4 separate regions of the Mus musculus genome follow, and all the other regions are linked to region 3. Evidence: chromatin contacts called from public Hi-C and HiChIP or PLAC-seq data. All regions are on one chromosome and are shown on one strand. The core of a region is the stretch at or near the end of the contact, and the rest is flanking DNA. Distances in the headings are between cores, read along the strand shown. Region 1 holds the start of Dnaja1 (DnaJ heat shock protein family (Hsp40) member A1). Region 2 holds the start of Aptx (aprataxin). Region 3 holds the start of Dctn3 (dynactin 3). Region 4 holds the start of Dnajb5 (DnaJ heat shock protein family (Hsp40) member B5).

The links. A called contact is a pair of places that touch in the nucleus more often than the background predicts. HiChIP or PLAC-seq counts read pairs in DNA pulled down with a chosen protein or histone mark.
Region 1: a Hi-C map of B cells shows a contact between it and region 3, with 16 read pairs. The contact joins the promoter of Dnaja1 here to the promoter of Dctn3 in region 3. A contact is called at or near these places in 11 of 39 promoter capture datasets (the 3T3-L1 cell line, the C10 cell line, erythroid cells and 7 more), 2 of 484 Hi-C or Micro-C datasets (B cells and Th1 cells), 5 of 115 datasets of contacts at active chromatin or transcription factors (bone marrow-derived macrophages, embryonic stem cells, large pre-B cells and 2 more) and 3 of 9 other capture datasets (adipose tissue, liver and pancreatic islet).
Region 2: an H3K27ac HiChIP or PLAC-seq map of microglia shows a contact between it and region 3, with 7 times the contacts expected there. The contact joins the promoter of Aptx here to the promoter of Dctn3 in region 3. A contact is called at or near these places in 5 of 39 promoter capture datasets (fetal liver, liver, neutrophils and 1 more), 2 of 484 Hi-C or Micro-C datasets (CD4 T cells and regulatory T cells), 2 of 115 datasets of contacts at active chromatin or transcription factors (double positive thymocytes and microglia) and 2 of 9 other capture datasets (adipose tissue and liver).
Region 4: a contact with region 3 is called in an H3K27ac HiChIP or PLAC-seq map of embryonic stem cells, with 8 times the contacts expected there. The contact joins the promoter of Dnajb5 here to the promoter of Dctn3 in region 3. A contact is called at or near these places in 18 of 39 promoter capture datasets (the 3T3-L1 cell line, 3T3-L1-derived adipocytes, the C10 cell line and 8 more), 1 of 15 datasets of contacts at CTCF or cohesin (pro-B cells), 5 of 484 Hi-C or Micro-C datasets (B cells, Th1 cells, embryonic stem cells and 1 more), 10 of 115 datasets of contacts at active chromatin or transcription factors (embryonic forebrain, embryonic hindbrain, embryonic stem cells and 5 more) and 1 of 9 other capture datasets (embryonic stem cells).

The regions. Positions count from the first base shown.
Region 1 is chr4:40,721,206-40,724,380 of GRCm38.p6, reverse strand. It overlaps Dnaja1 (DnaJ heat shock protein family (Hsp40) member A1), which reads right to left and starts at 1,913. Exons shown (of 9, transcript NM_008298.6): 1 at 1,748-1,913; 2 at 537-678; 3 at 231-408. The coding sequence starts at 668. It overlaps Gm6297 (predicted gene 6297), which reads left to right and starts at 1,540. Exons shown (of 3, transcript NR_077226.1): 1 at 1,540-1,749; 2 at 2,714-2,887; 3 at 2,987-3,175. It overlaps Mir207 (microRNA 207), which reads right to left and starts at 1,464; the gene lies at 1,386-1,464. It also overlaps a transcript of Aptx not described here.
Region 2 is chr4:40,701,877-40,704,727 of GRCm38.p6, reverse strand. It overlaps Aptx (aprataxin), which reads left to right and starts at 1,534. Exons shown (of 8, transcript NM_001025444.3): 1 at 1,534-1,591.
Region 3 is chr4:41,721,736-41,724,706 of GRCm38.p6, reverse strand. Dctn3 (dynactin 3) reads left to right here and starts at 1,544. Exons shown (of 7, transcript NM_016890.4): 1 at 1,544-1,672. The coding sequence starts at 1,577. It overlaps Arid3c (AT rich interactive domain 3C (BRIGHT-like)), which reads left to right. Exons shown (of 8, transcript NM_001017362.2): 7 at 1-2; 8 at 374-871. The coding sequence ends at 474.
Region 4 is chr4:42,948,457-42,951,556 of GRCm38.p6, reverse strand. Dnajb5 (DnaJ heat shock protein family (Hsp40) member B5) reads right to left here and starts at 1,690. Exons shown (of 5, transcript NM_001355438.1): 1 at 1,553-1,690; 2 at 614-1,081. The coding sequence starts at 795.

The sequences.
Region 1 (3,175 bases), core at 664-3,163, 1.0 Mb after region 3:
ACTTTGTTACCCCCACTGTTTGGGAATCTATGGGGTTAGTTATACCTGCTTTTTGGCTTAGCTATTTTTTAGTTACAGAAAATCTCAATGACACCAGAAGTCAAAGACAGTTCACGGACAGAGTGTAACATCATACCAACGTGTAAACAAGCATTTGAATAAATTCTCAAGTCTTTTTTTTCCGCAGCAGTTATTTCGTTCTAGCTGCAGGTAAGCCAGATTTTTCTTACCTCTCCTTTCTCTTTGCATTCTTCCTCCTCCTCCAAAGAACATATCAAAGATATCCATGGGTGAGCCAAAACCACCACCTGCTCCGCCCTCTTTAATCGCCTGCTCCCCTCCTTTATCATATAGTTCCCTTTTTTTGGAATCAGCAAGAACTTCATAAGCTTGAGAAATCTGTTTAAACTGTTTCAGAAAAGGACATCCCATTAGAAACAACTGTTACAAAGCACAGCTACGGTAGACTTTAAGGCACGAACAGAAAGATACACACACTGCAACACTGCTGCTGAGCTGTTTGCCTGTGCCCTTACCTTTTCCCCTTCATTTGGATTCTTATCAGGGTGGTACTTCAAGGCCAATTTTCTATATGCCTTTTTCAATTCTTCCTGGGTGGCATTGGGTTTTACCCCCAAAACATCGTAGTAAGTGGTTTCTTTCACCATTTTTTACAGCCTGAAACCAGAAAATGGTAATTTTAAACCAGCTTTAAACTTTTGTAGAAAAGATCCAACTGCTTCTGCCTCCTGAGCACTGGGATCAAAGGTGTGCGCCACGACTGGCTCTTAACGGGTAGTCTTTAACTACCAGAGCTAAAGCAATCTGTTCTTTTGCATTTATTTCATACTAATACAGCCTTCCCTACGCGTCTTAAAAGGTAAAAAAAAATTCCTGATATGATTCAGCTGTAAACTCGAACAGATTAAAATATAGATTTCAGGGAACGCGAAGGAAAGCCTCTCTCGCAGCTGGTTCAGACTCTACTGCACTAACACATGAATTATTTGGCTTCTTCCGGTTTCCTTTCCCCAGAGGTTTTGCTAGTAACCCACAGCAGCACTGATAGGTTCCGTCCACTGGTTAGTACATTACCGCTGCCTTTGTACATCTGATAAAGGCCATACCCTCGCCGGAAAGCGACACTGGACTCCCGGGGGTGGAGGAGTGGCTTAGGAGACCGGCTCCAGGGAGCAGGTGCCCGGGCCCCGTCGCCATCCTGCTCCTGCTCGCTCGCAGCTTACCCACTCTCGCCCCGCAGGCCTGGAAGCTGGCTCGCCCTCTGGGTTTCCCGGGCCCCCCGGCGCCGACCGTTAAGGCTTCCTTCCTTTCTCCCTCCCACCCTGATCGAAAAGGCGGAGGGGGGGGGGAGGTCGAACCTCAACAAAGAGAGGGAGGAGAGCCAGGAGAAGCGCAAGCCGCAGCCTCCGCCCGGCTCCTCCCGCAGCCCCTCACCCCTGCCTTGCTCCGCGCGTGCGCAGCGCTGCCCACCCGGCCCGGGCGGCGGAGCGCGGGGGTACGCAGCAAGGAGCATGAGGCGGGAGGCCAATTGGCTTGGGCCTTGGACCTCCTCGAGGCGTGCGGGCGGGCAGGGCGCCGGGCATTCCCGGCAGCCTTCCGAAGCCCGAGGCCGGCTCAAGGAACCCGCAGTCCCCGCCCACGCGGGACCAACCGCCTCCGGCTGCGCCTTCCCCGGCTGTCTGGGGTCCAGACCGCACGCCGCGACCGAGGGAGGCCGGAGACTCACCGGTGAGCGGGCCGGCGCCGGAGAGCGGAAAGGAGCGGAGCACAGCGCAGCTCAGCCACACGCTGCTCCTCCACCACCCACCGAGCGTTCTGGAAAGTTCCGCCCGGCCCGCCGCAGCCGACCTCTTTTGTAGCCGAGCCCCGGCGCGTCACTTGCCGGAAGTCCCGCCCCTCGCCGCTGCCACCGCCCCTCGGTTACCTGGGCAACGGCGCGGGGGCGGGAAGTGGCTGCGCCCAAGGGCCTTGTGGGGGTGGACTCAAGCCCGGGTTCCCGAGCCTCGTAGAATTTTCTAGAGGCTTTTTTTCTTATTGCGAGGAACCAGAGTGCGGAAGTCTTGAGGTGGAGAGGTCATGTCCCAGAGCCCGTAAGCCGGGGACGAGTGCTTCAGGCGTTGTGCGCGCTGTGCTGAAGGGGATTGGTGGAACCCAGCCCTGGCTGCGAGTCTGATTTTCTGCAGCTCCAGCTCCTTAGCTCTGAGCCTTGCGGGCAAGAAATGCTGAGCAAGGCGGGCCTACTCCCTAAACCAGCCTCGCAGGCTTTGGTTTCACCCAAGCGCACTTATGTCAGAGCTTTTTGGACGAGCCTGGCCCAGGCTTCAGATCCTTTTGGCTCTGACGACTTGGGCGGAGGGAATCTGGGACTTCACCAAACAGGAAAACATTTAGAATGCCTCATGCTAACGGAGGGTCATGGTCTTCCACCCAGTTTGGCCGCAGAGGAGCGGCCAAAAGCAAAATTAATTGCTTTAGCTTATTGTTTTAATTCTCTGACCGTTTTTATTTCCAGTTGGTGACTCAAAAATCTATAGTTGGCAAAGTTGAATCTTAAGCTTTCAAAGGACAGAGTGAATGTTTTTCTTATTCACTAACACAATAGATACATCAAAGAAGTGGAGGTGTAAGCTTGAAAGAGTTCACATATTTTAAAGATTTATTTTGAATCCTCTGTGTGTGTGTGTGTGTGTAGGTGCCCAAGGAAGCCAGAGGCATGGAGTCTTAAGTCTGGCTTCAAATTCTGAAATCTCCTGTCTCTGAGCAGTTGTGAAGGGTGGTACATGCTCTTAACCGCGGGGCCTCTTGCTTGGACTTTCGTTGGAAGTGGAACAAGCTAAAAACTTATAAGAGAAATCACAAAATACAGGTCAGCAGGTGAACAAGAAGCAGTTAAGCACACTTCCTAATGGAAGTGCAGAGTGTGGGATGAGATTCTTTAAATGTTCGTTTTATTGTGTGTTTCTAGGCTTGTGGACCATTGTAGTTCTCTCGTACCTTTGCACGGGCAACTCAAGTCTTCAGTGCGTTACCAGCTGAGCGGCTGTCTCAGTGCTTTATGGAGATCACAGGTAATTGGATGTAGCCAGAGCTAAGGGAGCTGGAAAGGCTGTCTTCAAACCTACCCAAAGACATCTTTAGCTCGTGGTCTTAAAAA
Region 2 (2,851 bases), core at 285-2,784, 1.0 Mb after region 3:
ACACTACATGATTTCACTTAAATGGTATTTCCAGATTGGTTAAACCCATGGAAGCTAAGAGCAGAATAGTGGGGCTTTAGGGTGACAAAAATTAGTAGTTGTTTGATTCATAGAGAAACTGAAAAAATTTTGGTGCGTAGTCCCCTAGCAATGTGAACCCCAGTGAATGTCTTAAGTGCCTGCCACGCCCTTGACCGTGCATTGTTCCAAACAACCTTGCTTTTCTGGTCAGTGCACTGCAGACAATGGAATAGACCTAATACAGTGGCTAGGAAAACTCTGCTCAATTCTGCACAAATGACCCAGTTTAATTTTTAGCTGTACGAGACACAATGGAGACTGCGTAGAAGTCTTGGCTAAGAGGCCTAATCCTGAGGGAAAACGCAAACTGTCGGGTCACCAGATCTGCCTTGATGTCTTAGGCAGTTATGGACCACGTTCTCAGCCTTGAGGTTTGTACAGCTTGAGATTCCTCCTCCCTTCCTGCTCTGATCCTAACATACACCCGCATCTTCTTTGTCAACAAAAGCACGGCTTTCCCTTGCTCTCAGGGACATCCTCCCATCCTGTCTTGTCATCTCCATCAGACAGTGGAGCCTGCTTTTTCAAGAAAACAATAGTAACCCATTTGATCAAGAAACAAAAGAGCTCTTAGCTGAGAGTGGGGACGAAGACCTGTCATCCCAGTATTTCAGAGGTAGACGCAGGGGATCTTGAGTTTGTGATTAGTCTAGGGCACAGTGAAACCTTGTCTAAACAACCCCCCCACCCCCAAAAAAGGGGGCCTCCGTAAGGTTCAGTTTCGACTGCGTTTCAGATTCTACACTCTGATTTTACTCACGAGATAGGAATTCTTTCATCTGCCAAGAAGTCTTTAGTGATTTACAATACAAGACTTTCAGGGAACGTCCTGGAATTGCTATAAAAATCAGTACACATATGTCATCCCAACCTCCTGCTGATTGCCCTCAGTTCATTTAGAGAAGACATCATAAAAAAAAAATCTTAGCAGGGTTCCTCTGTCTCTCTCTTCAGTCTTTTTTCTCCTTATAGAGAGAAAGAAAAGTGTAATTTTAACGTGGGTGGTAAGGCACTCCAGCCTGTAGTTTAAACGATGGCTTCAAAGCTGTGTTTGGTAGCTCACATCTGCAATCCCAGCACTGGGGGAATCTAAGGAGATTCTCGCGAGTTCAAGACCAATTTGGGCTACAGAACGAATTTCTCTCACTACCTCCAACCTCGTTCTTTCCCTTTCAAAGATGGCTTTAACTTATAGCAAGCTTCCTGAGGAGGAAGTGCTAAAAGGCGACATGGCTGCGTAGATGAGCCACAGAAGACTGCTGTCTGAAATCTCTCCGGATTCAGACAACCGGGAGGCTGCGAGCAAAGGAGCTATCCTCACGGGGGACAACTAGCGGCTAGCGCCACTGTTCTACCTGGGTATCGGGCGAGAAAACGTTCCAGCCAATTCTCGAAAAGATACTGGAATCATCACCGGTTGCTAGGCAGCCGTTTGTGACGTCATCTCTCAGCACCGGAAGCGGCGAGGCGCAGTAGAGCAGCGTGAAGTTTGTGGGTGTCCACAGTCGAGGTAAGTTAATGGTCCGCCTGCCTTCGTAGTTTGCTGGGTTAGAAGCGGGCAGGGGCATTTGGCCCGGGCTGCTAACTCGGAGCGGTGACCTTGAGGGTGGAGTTCGAGGTTTCTTTCTTCTGGGCGGATTAGGCTCCACCCCTTGGTCTTGCTCAGGTGGGCGTGTTTCAGAGTTTTGTTTCCGCCGCATTGTTCCGGCCTCCCACCCTCCCCGCCCCCCATCCCCACCCGGCTCCTGTACCTAGTTGGCTGCCAGATCAGCATGAAAAGATTTAGAGATAAGAGTGGACAAAGTCCATGCAGCGGGGCTGTTCAGCCTGACAGGAAAGTGTTTCTGCCAGAAACGCCTTCCAAGAGTAACTCGAGGTGCACTAGCAGTGTCCCCAGCGGGCCTTAAGAATGCCGGAAGCAGTGTAAGGTCTTTCTCTTTACAATGCAGAGATTCAACAAAGCAGGGGTTTTTGAAATGACACCAATTTGGAATTGCTGGGTAATTACTTTTGAGAAATCGACATATATTGGGGATTTCGTAAGAGGCCCTTCCTCCCCACTTAATTTTAGAGGTCTCCTGTAGCCCAGCTGGCCTCCTCAAATTTCTGATCCTCTTGTCCCTACCTCCCAGTGATGGGATACAGGCGTTTGCCACTGGGCTTGGACAATTTTTTTTCTTCTTCAAGATGGGTAACAGTATGTAGGGTAGTCTAACCTCAAACTTCTGGATATCCTGTATTAGCCAGGAGCCATGCTGCATTCTTGAAAGATGGTATGTGCAGGTAAAGGTGCCTGCATGTATGTCTGGGGAGGGAAGAGTGAGGATGTTGGCCAGTGGAGCCAGTCTGTGAAATACTTAGCCTAATTCCTCTGAGAAATTAGAAGCTGAGAGTCTTAAGTTCAAGTCTGTGTTGGACATTAGTCCACACTCACTTGTGCTTATGCAACTTTAAGTTTAATTGGAAATTCAGTTCCTTACTTGTGTTAATGGCCCTTCAAAAGCTCAGTTATCAGTGTGGCTTGAAGGTTTACTACATTTCCATTGTTGAAGAAAATTCTTGTGCTAACAGCGCTTCAAGATAGATTTCTGGCCTCATGTCACTTGCCCTGTCATTTGGGTTTCCTAACGTCATTGTTTGTATATGCTAGGCCCAGGGCGTGGCACTAATAGGAACTGTGGCCTTGTTGGAGTAGGTGTGTCACTGTGGGTGTGGACTTTAAGACCCTTGTCCTAGTTGCATGGAAGCCAGTCTTCTCCTAGCTGCCTTC
Region 3 (2,971 bases), core at 295-2,794:
TGGTATGGGAATTACAGGGTCTATATTGGCATGAAGTTGGCTTTTTCATTGGCATGGGGGATTTTAGATTTTCTCTATGAGCATGACGTTCAGGAGTATCTGAACTTGCTTGGGGGTTTAGAGGATTGTTACATTAAAATGGATTCAAGAGTTTGTCTACAAGGCATGGGGTCCCAGCATGGTCTATGCAGCATGGTTGCCATGGGATGTCTGCTTTGTCACAGATCTGTGAGTATTTATTGCGCACCTACTTCAAGCTACCCACAACGGCATAGGAGCTTCTCACTGGTCAGAGGGACTTGTCCGTGCTTTGTGGGAGTCCCACATTCTCTCGTTTATTTTTTAATTTTACATCTCTTATACCCTTTATCAGGTATCCTCTTTGCTCGACGCCAACCTGTGCCAGCTTCCTTGGGTCCAACCAATCCTCCACCTCTACCCTCTACAGGGCCCCCTTCCAGTACCTTGCCCTGAAAGCAGCTACTGAGAACCAAGAGTCCCAATATCATTGCTTAGGGGGGGAGAAGGCACCCTCCTACCTTGATTCTTTCAGGATGTGACGCCCACTCTGGGATCCAGTCCTGGTTGATGTCAGCATGCCACCTCCACACCAAAGGGATTTATATTACGTTCCATCTACCTCACCGTAAAAGGCAGACACTGTCTCCCTAGCTAATTTCAGCAGCATCTACCAAAGAGCTTTCCCCCGAGAACCCCTATCACTCCGTCATGTAACCCCTATGTCAGTGTCACCTTTGGTACCCCACCTCTTTGAGTCAATTCTGCTCCTTTTCAGGAAGCAGGTGAAGGATTGGATTTGAATGTGAAGATGTCCCTTGGGTTGCATCTGGAAAATAAAATTGTACTTCCCGTGTCTCCTGTGCCTCCTCTTCTTGCTTGGGTCTGGGAGGTGGGGGATCCACAGACTACATTGAGCTGTCCAAGTGGAAGCAGAAGAACAAAGCTCTGAGAGAATAGAAGAGCACTTTTTTTTGAAGGGAAGCAAGCTTTCTCTACATTGTTCCCTGACTGGTCTTGAACTCACTGTGTAGAGCAGGCTGGCCTCAAACTTACAGTCATCCTTCTGTCTCTCCTTTCTCTCCTAGCACCACCACACAGAGCGCGGTCACAAATCAGACTGTTTGGGTGTACGTCCTGACAACAAGAGGCTTACGTACAAATCACTTGATCTTTAAAAGATTCCAAAAATGTATGGTGTCTCTCCCAAGAAGCTGCCTACTGATCTATGGGTATAAACCTATCTTGGAATAATAGGTATATTTATACGCTAACTCTCAGGGAATGGGGGAGGGGAGGAAATCTCTTCGAATCTTGGATTTAGAGCACTAAAAGTCTTGACAACCAAGTCCTGGAAACCAGGGTAGAACTAGGACCCAGAACGTTACCTAGGTAACCAGATTGCTTTGACATCGGTTATTTCCGACATCCAAAGCCTAAACAGTGACGTCACTTCCTACAAGGCGTGACGGTGCTCTCGGATTGGCCAGTCTTCTTATTTAGGCGGACGTCCCACCCTCAGGCTGTTCCGGGTTGCTGCGGCCAGGCTGCAGAAACGATGGCGGCTCTGACCGATGTGCAGCGGCTACAGTCTCGAGTGGAGGAGCTGGAGCGCTGGGTGTACGGGCCGGGCGGGACCCGAGGCTCCAGGAAGGTGAGGGGTCCGGTCTATTGATCCGTTTGTGGGGCAGAGCGGGACAGGAGCGGTCCACTGGCCCTGCCCTAGGGTCGGATGCTACCACTTCTGTCAGGTCGTCCTCAGCCCAGGCTCTGAAATAAATAACAAAGATCTAGAACCTCCTGGTACCAATCGGACCCTTGAGGTCCGTTCCCGAGGGGATTGGGATGGGGGAGATGCTTAAGCCTTTTTAAGATGGGTTCGGTGACAACTTTCACAAAAACTCCGCGCGCTCACAGGCGTTCTAAGGAGACCAGACGCATTTAAAAATTGATTAATGGGAGTTTCAGTAAGAGCTGAAGCCCGCAGTGGAGTGTCATCCTAGAGCCATGCAAAATTAATTGCTAAATGAATTACGCGTAGACAGGAGTCCTAGAGGAGGCAGAGCACAGGTGCTACAGGCTCCAAAGGGTGAGCGGTGAGGTCTGAGCAGGCCCAGAAAAGGAAGATTAGTAATTGAGCCCTAAGTGTCCAGATGTGGGCGAACATCGTGTCTGAATTTTGACAAAAATTTAGAGGTGCCCTAAAATCCCTTTTTACGATGTTGAAACCATTTACTGGAGCGCTTCTGGTAGAATTAAGAATGTTCTGGAACAAAGGTAATGATGTGTCTCTGTATTTTTTTGTAAAATTGTCACCAGCACATTCTGTTCCAGTTTGAGAACCAACTTTTCGAAACACTCTCCCCCTTTGGCATCTATTTGTGTGCCTTCCCTTGTGTGTTAGTCCCTTAAATATTAGTATTCACCTTTTACACAAGCCTTGAGTGAAGTCGTTCATTTCCTCAGCCTCCGGCTCCAGCTGACTCTTGACTGTTAGAATCCTAAGTCCTAGGCAGGCTCGTTCACTGCCGTGATTTCAGTTACTCATTTCACGTCTTTATGTTTCCAGTGTGTAGCTCTGTTTCAGACTTTCCGAGAACCCGATTGATCTTTGTCTACTGGTCTCCTCCACTGGGCTATCCCGCAGACATCTTAAGCTCAAACCCTTAACTACTAACTGTATTCTGCCTCTAAACTGATTCTCTTCTGTATTCTCTACGATGGGGATTGCACTGTCTTTGGGATCCCAGAGTGTTCCGTCTCCTGTACTAGACTTGATGTGGAGGGTATGAGGCTAGAGCTAGGCCAGCCAGTTCGTTCCCCAGCCTTGAGCTAAGAAAGACCTGGGTGAGGGTATTTGCATATATCATGCCCAAATATAGGGGTTAGGAACCAGGAAATATATAGTATGTAAGGATGCCCCATTAAAGCCTAAATTAGTTTATTATCTCCC
Region 4 (3,100 bases), core at 441-2,940, 1.2 Mb before region 3:
TTCAATATCTCTTCCCCACCACAGCCAGCTTCCTCTCCGGCACCCACCTGCTAGCTGCTCTAGACCCATAATTCTCTTGCCTCTACAGACACAGGGCAAACTCTCAGGACCTGCCTCCTTTCCCTCCTTCTTTCCACCCTCCTTCCCTCTCCCTCCCCACAAGCCACGTGGTAGGATGACAAAGGAGCCCCAAGGCATGGCTCTGCCTTTGATGAAGAATGAGTATGTCAAGGTAGAGCTAGGGATGAAAGAAAAAATGAGGACAGATAGCAAGAGGGACCATCAAGTACAGGGAGGAGACAGGGTCTGACGGACAGGGATGAGAGATGACAAAAGGAAAAGGCTGAAGTGGACCACACGTTACTGATGGGTTGGGAGGGAGAACCTAAGAGCTGAAATATTGGAGATATTCGTGGAAACATGAGTTTGAGAGAGAGATGAATGACATGGGGTACAATTCATTCAAAAGTACAGGTGAGGTCAAGGGGACTCATGCACATACCGGGGGGAGATGAGGATGACAGGGAGGAAGGAAGGAGGCAATGCAGGGAATGGCTGATGTGGAGAATCTGACTTGGCATGGGTATGAGCGCCCTTCTCAGGAGGGACTTACCGAAACTTTACAAACCCATTCAGCGTCCACGCTCGAAGTTTTAAGGGCTCCAGCTGAATTTTAAACATCAAGCTGGCTAAGAAGTCTTCTCCCCAGAAGTGTGGGAAGCTCCGGAAAGCTCCTCGAGCCTGCAGTGGGGGTGCTGCTGGGGGTGGGCAGGACAGCACTGTGCGCTTAAACATGCCCAGCCAAGCCCCTCACCTCTGATCGCTCCACCGGAGCCTGCTTGGGACGCTGTAGCTCTGGAAGCCACCTCCTCAGATTCCCAGAGGCCGTGACCCAGCAAGGCCTGTATCGTGCCCAGGGAGCTGGACCCGGTCCCCAGGTGTAGAGTGCAGAGAGAGGATCCAGTGGCCACCTGCTCTCAGGTGCAGCAGTGTCTGGCTGAATGATGTGAGCGCCTGTTCGGCTGTGTGACAGTGAGGCTGGCAGTGACAGTGTGTAGTTGTTGAGTGGCAGCGTGTGTACCTGTGACAGGTGTGATAGTGAGGGCCTGAGAGTCAGTGAGCTCCTCTCGCCTCTCTGGGGAGGACCCAAGCCCAATCCCCAAGAACCTACTCAATGAAGTCACTGACGGGGAGTCTCCTCCCCCGCAGATGGGCGGGGAGGGGCGGGGCAGAGCCGAGCCTGGCCCGGACAAAAGGCGCGGCAGGGAGAGGAAGGAAGGGGGTTCGCGCGGGGGAGGGGGGTCGGTGATGTCACCCCAGCTGGCTGGCTGGCCTGCTCAGAAACGCCTCCGCCCGGCGCAACCCAATCCGACCCGACCCAACCCGACCCTTGTCGCAGATACCCAGCACCTGGCAGACCCCGAGCTCCCAGGCCCCTCACCCCTACGACAGAGGAGACTATGGGCCCACGGTGTCCCAACCCCCCATACCAGGACCTCTCTTCTCGACGCCCCACTCCCGGGACCCCCGAGTCCTCGCTCAGCGCCCTCACCGGTGAGGAGCTGCGGGCGCCGCCGCGGTCCTTCTATCAGCCGCTGCCCCCTCCCCCGGCTCCGGCTCCGCCGCCTCCACTCGGGACAGGAGTCGCCTGCCCGCCGGCCGCAGACAGCGGGACCGGGAGCCCGCCCCCACGGCTCCGCCTCCGCGCTTCCCATTGCCCGGTCTATCCGTCACTCAGCTCAGACTCTTCTGTGATTGGATACCTCTCAACGAGCGTCCGGGTGATAGCCACCTCTTCTCCGCCCCTGTCACCCGGCCACACGCGCACACATTCCGGGCAGTGATTGGTGTGGGTGTGATTGGTGCCCTCTGGGATCAATCAACCACACCTCTTCTCCATCTCGTCGTGTTATTGGTGAAAAGAACATAGGGAGGCAACTCCAGGCGCCCTTTGATTTTATTGGCTGGTCCCTGTGATTTCGACCCAAGCCAGTGTGGGCAACTATATTAGTCCAGTCTCCAGTATGAGAAGGTGAGACATTCTAGCCACCGCCTGAGTCCAGGGAGAACCTTCTGGAACGAGTGCAACCTCAAAGACAACCTATTAGGAAAGCTGCACTCATCAGTTGTTGGTGACACCAGGCATTCTTTCGAGTCGAAGGAGAGGCAAAGGCTCTGGATCAGTATCCAAAGCTCATCCCTTCTTACTCGTCTTCTATCAGATTGTGATCCAACTTGACCTGGCCTGGTTTAGCTTTCCCTTGTCTTGACCTGGGATTGACCTGCCATGGTTTAACTGTAACACAAAACAGAGCCGGATAGAGCTGAGATTCTAAGTGCCCCTGTGATTATCCTCTGCGCTAGTAACTGGTAACACCTTCCTGAGTCTCTGTCCAGATGCCCTCCATCTTCAGTCCTTTCACAGCGGCTCGCTTAGGAGCAGTGGCTTCTCAGCCACTTGGAGTCCACAGTGTCCAGTTCAACCTCGTTATAAACTAACCTTCCATCTTCTCCTCGCTGCCCGCCCCCCCCCCCCGTCCTTTTTCTTACCCCCTGTGATACCTGGTCTTCCCTCACACCAAATTTCTGCCCTGTTCTGTATCTTTTTACTTCCCCCTCCATCTCCCGCCTTTTGTCTTAATTCTTAATTCAATTCCCTGCTTCCATAGTCTGCAATCTCATAGCTCATAGTTCCCCCTTTAATCTTTTACCTCAGCTTTTCATGATCCTCTTTCTTAGCACCCTCATGCACTGTCATCTCTGGCCCCCCAGCCCCCTAGTAAATCATTAAATCTCAGCCCCAGTGTCCCCGATACTCGGAGCAGGCGGGCCTGCGGAGGCGGTCGCCAGCGGAAGCCGCCGCTCCAGCAGACACCGAGCTTGGCGCCCACGTTACTGTCTCCCAGGCCCATCTGTGCTGGAGGGAGCGGGGGGGGGGGGTGGATGGGGGTAATCTGGGGGTGAAGAGGGGGAGGGGGTTCTTGGGAGATTTGGTGACAAAGGCTTGAGAAAATTCTCTCACCTTATTCTTCGCCAGTTCTCAGGACCGGATTTAGATATCTATGAGGCCATGAAGAGCAGTTGGAACTGTAAACTGAGG